Regions from separate parts of the Mus musculus genome. Here region 2 is linked to region 1. The links are chromatin contacts, called in public HiChIP or PLAC-seq maps. All regions are on one chromosome and are shown on one strand. Each heading gives the region's core, a stretch centred on a gene start, on an enhancer-like site or on the middle of the called end of the contact. The rest is flanking DNA. Distances are from core to core; before and after follow the strand shown.

Region 1 (4,514 bases), core at 671-3,170:
GGCTCATAATTTATCTTCTCCTAGTGATTTTAGAACAAGCAAAACAGCTTTGTGAAGATGCACTAAAACATATAATTAGAGATCCAGATTAACAGTTTTATAAGCATAATTGAAAGTATTTTTGTTTTACACAAACATGCATCTCAACTTTTCATACTTCCAAATGTTGAAAGCATGTAAGAGCCTATGATCTAGGAATTAGCTTGTATGAGGAAACACCAATTGAAACCAAATAAATAGAAGCCCAAACTTTTATCTCTCTCCCAAGCCCAAATATTTGGCAATGATTCTCAACCGATTGCCTTCTAAACTAGCACTTTAATGAGACAGTAATCCAGAGCCAAAACAGAGAGAGAAAAAAAAAAGTTTGTCATGGTTGTGAAATCTTTAGGAAAGTATACGTAACACCCAAACACTGCCAAAGAAAAGCTAACCTTGAGGGCAATTTTAAGTGTTAAGATTTGATGAGAAGATGGAATCCCAGGGCATCAAGAGCAAGGAGAAACAGAAAGGAAAACAGATACAAAGTAGCACGTTAGTGAACACTTGTGAGAAAGTACTGCTGACTGTTCCTAAACAGAAAGGAAAACAAATACAAAGTAGCACGTTAGTGAACACTTATGAGAAAGTACAGCTGACTGTTCCTAAACAGAAAGGAAAACAGATACAAAGTAGCACGTTAGTGAACACGTATGAGAAAGTGTAGCTGACTGTTCGTTCTGCAGCTTTCAGGCAAAGCTCAAGCCTTGGGAGTGTCCGTGGTAGAGACTGATATGCCGGGTAGTGTTTGTTTTCTGCCTCTGTGAAGGTTTGTCTCATACTGTTCTAACTCACCTTGCGCTGGGACCTTGGGCAGATAGAGGCAGAACATTCCACCATCAGGGCCCCTATAAGGAAGCAGGGTTGAATCTTTACCCTCATTTGTTGGGGGTTATCTGTCAGGGAGGGAACAGGAGTGGAACCCTCCGCAGAAAGGCCAGCCCTGGACACCACGAAGCAGAGGTGGTGGTGAGGTTGGTGGGGCTAAGTAAATCTGGAGAAGTACATCAATTGCTCTGGGTGTTCTTTAGGCAACAACATTGCCATATTGTTCTTTAGGATATTTTCTTTCTATTGTTGGAGTGAATCTACTCTTAGAGGACTTAGTTCTGAGAAGGATGCTTTTAAGGCTCATGTAAATTTCCTAAGCAGTAAATATTTTTTTCCTATCAGCTTGTCTCTCAGTCACCTACCCCCTAGCAGCAGCTTCTCCCCCAAAACAGACACCCTACTTCGGCCAACTTTTGAGGACATTATTTTACTTACAGTTTGAGCAGAATAAACTTTATATACCTTTAGATTACACTTCTGTGAATTGTGGCAACTGTGATGTAATCACCACTGCTTTTGAGCTATAAAGTTATTGTCCAGCCTGCAGTGTACTACTTTCGTTTTCTGGCCAGGCAAAGGCTTTGTTTACAGCTTTTAAACATGGACTCTAGTTGGTCGTGATCTTTTCTGCGATTTTCCTCATGTTATGTTTTCAGATCCTTGTGAGTTGTTACCTGTATTAACACTGAGTTAATGCTAGGTTCCTTCTTGAGGGTGTGATGTGCTTTTAGACAGTGTTACCTGCATTATCCTCATTACTCCTCACCATCCTGACCAGAACAGCACTCCACTGACCAGAACAGACACTGGTAAAACCTGCTCCCTGGAAGTGGGCGCAATCACCCTCGGATGCAATCCAGGCCCAGAACGTCCCCGAAGCTGGAGCTGGGCGGCCGCTGGGCCACTGGAGTGCGCAGATGACGGATCCTCAGGCTCACAGAAGGTAGAATCCTGGCCAGAAAATAACCCGAACTCGGTCTAAGGCAGCGGTTCCGGGAGCAGCATGCTTATAAGAGCAAGGACAAACCGCACTACACCCGGCGTTTCCCTCCGCGCGCGGACGGCTCTACTTCCCGGCTGGGCGCTTGGCTCGGGGATCGTGGGGCTCGTAAGCTCTCCGTGGGCGCCTTTCCCGATGTCGTCGCTGGGCTTCCCGGGAGCAGGGGTGGCCGCGCTGCCGCCGCGCGCTGCACAGAGCTGACCTTGTTCTGCGCGGTGTCTGCTTGAATGGCGTCGGGAGTTGGGGTCGGGACGCGTGGGCCCAAGGCGCCCCGGCCTGCCATCCCCTCGGGCCCCGCAGCGGACTTTCGTTTTGTGCTGAGCGCCAGGGCATTGTTCCCCTACTCATGGACTCACCGGGTGGCTTTGTCTGTCGGCCTTCCTGGGGCGGAAGGAGGGCAAAGGCTGGGGCGTGGATTTGGATTGTGCACCACCTTCTCCTTTAGCTTTGAGCCACTGGCCGTTGTCCCCTTTAGGGTTTTGATCTTTGGGTTTTATTGTTTTCTTGTGCTCAAAATTGCGTACAGAAGCTAGTTTTCTGGCTCTTTGCACCATCATCTTGTGTTAGGAGAAAGGAAAGAAAGGAAGGAAGGAGGGAAGGAAGGAAGGGAAGGAAAGGAGGGAGGGAGGGAAGGAAGAAAGAAAGAAAAGAAAAGAAAAGAAAAGAAAAGAAAAGAAAAGGAGGAAAAGAAAGGAAAGGAAAGGAAAGGAAAAAGAAGAGAGGAGAGGAGGGGAGAGGAGGAGAGGGGAGGGGAGGGGAGAGGAGGGGAGGGGAGGGGAGGGGAGGGGAGAGGAGGAGAGGGGATGGGGAGAAGGAGAGGAGAGGAGGAGAGGGGAGGGGGAGAGGAGAGGAGAGGAGGAGAAGAGGAGAGGAGAGGAGAGGAGAGGAGAGGAGAGGAGAGGAGAGGAGAGGAGAGGAGAGGAGAGGAGAGGAGAGGAGAGGAGAAGAGAAGAGAAGAGAAGAGAAGAGAAGAGAAGAGAAGAGAAGAGAAGAGAAGAGAAGAGAAGAGAAGAGAAGAGAAGAGAAGAGAAGAGAAAAAAGAATATGAGGCCTCCTCGGGATGGTGTGCAACCCTTGGCAGAAGCAATGTGACCTCGGGGCCTAGGGGAGGGAATTGACCTGTGTTAGAATTAGGGTTAGGGGTCCTATGATTTAAGACTATCCAAAGCAAACGTGGGAAGAAACTGAAGTCTAAGAAGTCATCATCTATTTGTTCATACAACCTGTCAGGAATGAGAAAACAAATAAGTAATAGCAAATAAATAATACCAGCAAGGCGGAATGTGAGCTCAAGGCTGGCTTTAGAACTACTTTTCGCCAATTACCTCCCACAGTCATGACATTTTAAACCTTTTGCATACAGTTTATGTATTTGCTTATTGGTTTCTCTCCTTCCTGTAAACCTACTAAAAAAAAAAAAAACAAAACAACAACAACAACAACAAAAAAACACAGGAGTTCACTTTTTTTCCCTGGAGCCTAGTATGTTATTTGGCAATATATACAGCATTGCAGATATTTACTGAATCAGCAAGTTAAAAAAAAAAAAGCATTACTTAAAGGTCCTGTGAGTTGAGGATAAACATACCACAGGACACAAGGAAAATGGTTCTTAACTCGCTTTTACTTTTTGACTCAAGAACTCATAAGGAAGAAAAAGATCTCTTTCCTCTCTTCTTCTTCTCAGTCTAGGGACTCTGATGTGAACTCACCTAACGTGCACAAGGAAAATGGAAGCCCACACTGTTCTTCACTGATGTGCAGTTACAGAGTTCCCTCCAGTCTGTGGCACTGCCAGGAGTGTTCATGGCCAGCCACTGTGAGTCTTTGAAGAGTACCTAGACAACATTATACACTCTTAAAGACACACCTGGAGGGTTGGAAACTGGGCGAACCTCCCTAGTTTAGAGAAAAATGATATGAAGTACTTAAGTGGGATCCCCTCCCCCCATCTCAGACAAGCCAGCTACCCACAAGGAATTCTCCTGTATCAATTTGTATTTCTTTGGAAGTTTTGGTTAGGCAAAGTCTGCAGCTTGGCTGGACAGGCTTGTAATTCCTATCAGACCATCTCTCCATAAGAAGTAAATTTAAGATTTCATGTATTAATGTTACGATCATTCCAGTAATTATGGCACCCTAATATGGAACACTAGAGACATCTTTTGAGGTCACGCTTTCAAGTGTATCTAACCAGTGAACTATGTAACCAGTGAACATCCAGTAGTGTCAGGGACTGTCACTGGTGCCACAGGTACAGCAGGGAGCAAACAAAGGTCTCCCTGCTCTCCAACAGCATTGCATTATCACTGTGCTTTTTCTCTATTTTAATCATTAATTTGCCATCTGCCTTCTTGACTAGCTGGGCCTCTTCACTAGGTTTTTTTTCCCCTTTCCTATTTCCTGTCTCTCAATTCATTCAGAATATAAATTTATGAAATAAAATGTGATGGAGGGATGGCTCATCAGTTAAGAGTAATGACTGCTCTTCCAGAGGTCCTGGGTTCAATTCTCAGCAACCACATGGTGGCTCACAACCATCTGTAATGGGATCTGATGCTCTCTTCTGGTGTGTCTTAAGACAATGACAATGTACTCATAATAAATAAATAAATCTTTTTAAAAAAGAATGTATAACATCATG
Region 2 (4,514 bases), core at 963-3,462, 380 kb after region 1:
TTTTTTTGGTCTGTCCTTAGAATGTCCTCTTCTATCTCCATGTGAATCTCATCATATAAGGATTAAAGCAATTAATTAGCCAATTCGTGAGTGATTCCTTCTGACAAGCTAGCCACCTTCCTTTAGCAAAAGTACAAGAAGAGCAATTTAGAGGACAAGCATTAAATTCACTAATTAAATTAAATACAAAACCAAAGCCTTCTGGGGATCATATTTCTTTGGCAAAGCAAATAGGCATTGCATAATTAATACTTAGATTGCACTCATTTATTTAATTATAGAGCCTGACTTTAAGGGTACATTCATAAAACAACATTAAATACCAAATGGATTTGTATATTAGAACCTGAACATTTCTATTAGATTTTCAGGTAGCGATTTCCTTGTGGAAATCTATGAAGATTTTTTTCTCCAAAGTCATAAGATTTTGCCTCTATCTTTCTAAATCTCAGAAGAGCAATGTACTGAATGTACCACACATACTAATATCCTGGCTGAGCTGCTGGTGTGACAGGAATGTCATTTGCCACTTCTGATAGATGTCATCACACAGAAGGATGGTGATGGCAGTCTTCCCTTGGCAGTGAAAGCATCCTTGGGTCTGGTACTCCATCAAACTGATCGGGGTTAGTAGGGCTTGAACCCACGGCAGGATTCTGCCTCAGAAGCAGTTTCCTGCCAAATTCCTATGAAATCAGAAACCCATTCTGCTTGGTCCACCTTCATGCGCAACAAAAGCAGTGAATGGTTAACTCTGCAAGTGGGTGTTGATTAAAGATAGCCTGAACTTTTGTTCTAACAAATCCATCATAAGTACAAAAAAGTACCTTATGATGAAAATTTCTGTAATTCCAAATCTTAGCCTGGCTCAGATCGAATGTGCTCAGAGAACTTACAACAGTCAGCCACACTTGGAAAACATCATCTACTACAAAGGCTACTTCATGATAAAGTGTTGACAACCTTCTGTAAACCCTTGATGGATGGCCTCAATAAGAGCAAGAACAGAGTGGCAGCTGGGGTACATTTTATCACCATCCTCAAGTTGAAAACTCACCAGAGGGCCCATCCTCTGCTAGGGATCAGGTGTACGTGGTCTGAAAGTCAGGATGGGGACCTGAACTGGGGCTAAGAATTTCAGAGTAAAGATTTCCCAAAATGGGGAAGTGAAGGGCTATGACAGTATGTTAGGTGCTGGCTGGGGACTGGTGGAGTGGGAGAAGGAAGAGGATGTGACAGATTCAGTTATGACTTTGCAGAGAAGGAGATCTTAGAGGGGCTCCCCACAGAAACCACTGGAAGGGAGCTGCTGCTGCCACTGCCGCCACTACTGTTGTCTGCAGGGTTAAAGTTCAGGGAGGCTGGGGCTACAAGGAAGAAGAAAAGGAAGTTAGTGTGAGCACAATATGAGAAAGAAGAGTAAGGCCAAGCTAGCCTGCAAGCTTGCTTAGGTGTGCATCGGAGTACCCCCAAAGAGCATCTCTTTCTGTCTTGGAGAACAGAAACAGGAGGGTGTGGCCCCCCCCCCCCCCCATGCAGGGAGCAAAGCATAGGTCAGCTTGCACAGTAGTGACAAACCTTCTTAGTCAGTTTGGACAGGTGTGAGCTTAAACTGGGATAGAACTTAGATTGTAAAGCCAAATTTAGAATCAGAGAAACAATGGCTCAGACAAACAGCAACAGGGACACTCTGTACTGGAGCTGGGACAGGGGACTGTAGGGCTCTGACAGCAGCAAGAGCTGCCCTAGACAATGCAGCCACTGTAATGGTATGACAGCGACCTGGCTAAGCTCCAGCCACCAGTGGCCTTTGCATCAAAGTCTGGAAATTAGGGAGAAAAAAAATTTAAATGTAAATCAACAAGAGTGGACAGAAAAACAAGAGAAACTGAAACCAAACTGAAAACCCGAATATCCTTTTAATTTGAATTGCACAGTGGTGGAATAAAATGTAATGTTGGAGAATCCAGAAACAAAATTGCTACACATCTCTCAGTGATGGGGATGTATCTGAGAAGCCACCTCGAGGCAGTTTCATCACTGTGTAAGTCACTGTTCTGTTACAATAACAAACATCTGAGCTGGCCAACAGATAAGAATAGACTAGCTTCCTCAGTTTTGTAGGTTCCAGCCAGTCCATAACTCACGGACCTAATTGTTTCAGGGGCTGTGGTGAGCCAGCACGTTGATGCAGGAGAGCATGGTGAAGCAAAACCATTTGCTTCCTGGCTAGGGAGGGGGGAAGATGGAAGTGGCTGCGGCTACACAATGCCCGTCTGGAGCACTGCTCTGTGGACAGAAATTCTATCCCGTCTCTTGAAGCCTCCACCTCCACTGCCACCTCCTAGCAGTGCCTTCTGGAGGCCAGGATTTCACGCACACGTTCAGGGGACACTTAAGGTTTATATGATAGCAAGCATATCACAGACTATATATAATTCCTTGAGCTAAGAGAACCGTTACATTAGCGGATATGTGATATGAACACATATGCTAGGATTTATACTCCCATGGTGAGACAAGTCTGCATTGCTGTGTGCCTTTCTTTGGGGACTATAGACTGTTAGGAGGCATACAGTTGACTCCATCACGGGTGAGGTTTTTTTTTTTCCAGAAAAGAGAAACCAAAAGGCATGCAGAGCAAGGGGACCTTAAGTGTTATCAAGGGTCTCTAGGTAATGTTGCTAAGCTCTGAGTTCTGCTGAGAGACAGGGAAAGAGGAGGCAAGATAAGGCTAACACTATGATCCTGAGGATGGACTGATGGGCCTGATTTTTTTCTATTAATTATTTTATTTATTTAGATCCAAAATGTTGCCCCCTCCTAGTTCCCCCTCACAGAGTTCTTTCCCCTATCCCTGACTGAGGCCAGACAAGGCAATCTGTTACATATGTGCCTGGGGCCTCAGACCTGTCCCTCTATGCTTTTTGGTTGGTGGCTCAGTCTCTGGGAGCTCCTAGGAGTCCAGGTTAGTTGACACTGTTGGTCTTTCTGTAGGATTGCTATTCCTTCAGTTCCTTTAGTCCTTCCCTTAACTCTTCCATAGGGGTCAAAGACCTCAGTCCAATGCTTGACTGTGAGTATCTGCATCTGTCTAAGTCAGCTGCTGGTAGAGCCCCTCAGAGGACAGCAGTGCTAGGCTCCTGTCTGTAAGTACAACATAGCATCAGTAGTAGTGTTAGGATTTTGTGCCACCCATGGAACAGATCCCTGCAAACCCTAAAAGATCATATGACTATTTATTCACTTAATTCGTTAATTTTTAAATTTTTAATTGTTTTATTATTTACATCCCAAATGTTGTCCCCTTTCCTGGTCCCCCTTCCCAGAGTTCTTCACAGAATCCCTTTTTCCCTTCTCCTCCACCCACCCCACCCCTATATCCCTCTTCCCTGGGGCATCAAATCTCTACAGGATTAGGTGAATTCTTTCCCACTGAGGCCAGACATATTAGCCAAAAGTACCTATGATACAACCCACAGACCATAAGAAGTTTAACAAGAAGGAAGGCTCAAGTGAGGATACTTTAATCCCACTTAGAAGATGGAACAAAATAATCACAGGAGACAGAGGAAGGGAGGGACCCAGGTGTGTAATTCTAATTTTTTCAAATCCTATTTTCAATGATGGTCCTTAAACACTTTAACCTCCCTTATGGCCCACTACTCACCAAAGGTAGTGGGAAAGAAAGGATATGGAGAAAGTGGATCTGTTTAGAAGGATTCTTTGGAGCAACTCCCATCTAAGTTGTCTGGAAATCAGCAGTTCAGTTCACAGGTTAACAGTGGCAGCTTGGTCTACTTGCAAACACCTCATGGATACAGCAGCAGTCCAGTTCAGTAGAGTTGGGTTAACAACAGCGATGACATGACCTAGCAGAGACAGCCAGGCTTCAGCTTTAGTTAGCAGGAGGGACCAGGAGGAACACCAGGAGAAGTTTTTGGCTGTGTCTCTCTCAGGGAAGTGAAGATCACTGAAGACTTGAGACCCTCAAGCGTTGCACATCTAGCTCTATAAGCAAGCCTAGCTCAGCCTCCTGCATTGTCCATTGAGTCCTATTTATACCCTGCAAACATCTCGAGCCCTCCATGTGTCTTGCCTCAGCAACTTCATCATATCAGCCAGAGTCTACATCGTCCCAACAAATGGAGCTCAACTATGCAATGTAAGGCAGACAAATACATGTGTGTTGTTGGCAAAGAATCCTTCATCGTGTGTCTTTTCACATGTTTGCTTTAGTAGAACATCCTCTCTCCTGTGTTGGTTTCAGTGAAGCATTCCTTCACAGTCTTTCACCTGTGTCTACTTCAGGAAAACACTCCTTTACATGTTTGCCCCAGCAAAACACCATCCAACACAACTGACTCTCCAAAGAACCATTAGGTTTCCACTTCACAAGTGAGAGAGAAGAGGGGAACGGGAGAGGAAAAGGGGGCCAGGATCAGGTATGGGGGAAGGGCCTAATGTTTTAATAGTCTGAAGAATGACCTCAGGCAGGAGGTTCTGAGTCAGGC

Evidence for each region. HiChIP or PLAC-seq counts read pairs in DNA pulled down with a chosen protein or histone mark.
Region 2: a contact with region 1 is called in an H3K4me3 HiChIP or PLAC-seq map of bone marrow-derived macrophages, with 5 times the contacts expected there. The contact joins two enhancer-like sites. A contact is called at or near these places in 2 of 484 Hi-C or Micro-C datasets (Sertoli cells and uterus) and 4 of 115 datasets of contacts at active chromatin or transcription factors (bone marrow-derived macrophages, large pre-B cells and stem cell-derived neural progenitor cells).

The regions. Positions count from the first base shown.
Region 1 is chr2:18,765,206-18,769,719 of GRCm38.p6, forward strand. No RefSeq gene overlaps it. Among named protein-coding and RNA genes, the nearest start is that of Gm3363, 6.6 kb to the left of the region's middle. Within about 2 kb of position 1,921, at least 399 of the 459 cell types and tissues checked have an H3K27ac peak or open chromatin away from gene starts, as enhancers often do. A contact at or near this core is called in Sertoli cells, bone marrow-derived macrophages and stem cell-derived neural progenitor cells, where this site is marked.
Region 2 is chr2:19,144,344-19,148,857 of GRCm38.p6, forward strand. No RefSeq gene overlaps it. Among named protein-coding and RNA genes, the nearest start is that of Armc3, 53 kb to the right of the region's middle. Within about 2 kb of position 2,213, at least 100 of the 459 cell types and tissues checked have an H3K27ac peak or open chromatin away from gene starts, as enhancers often do. A contact at or near this core is called in Sertoli cells, bone marrow-derived macrophages and stem cell-derived neural progenitor cells, where this site is marked.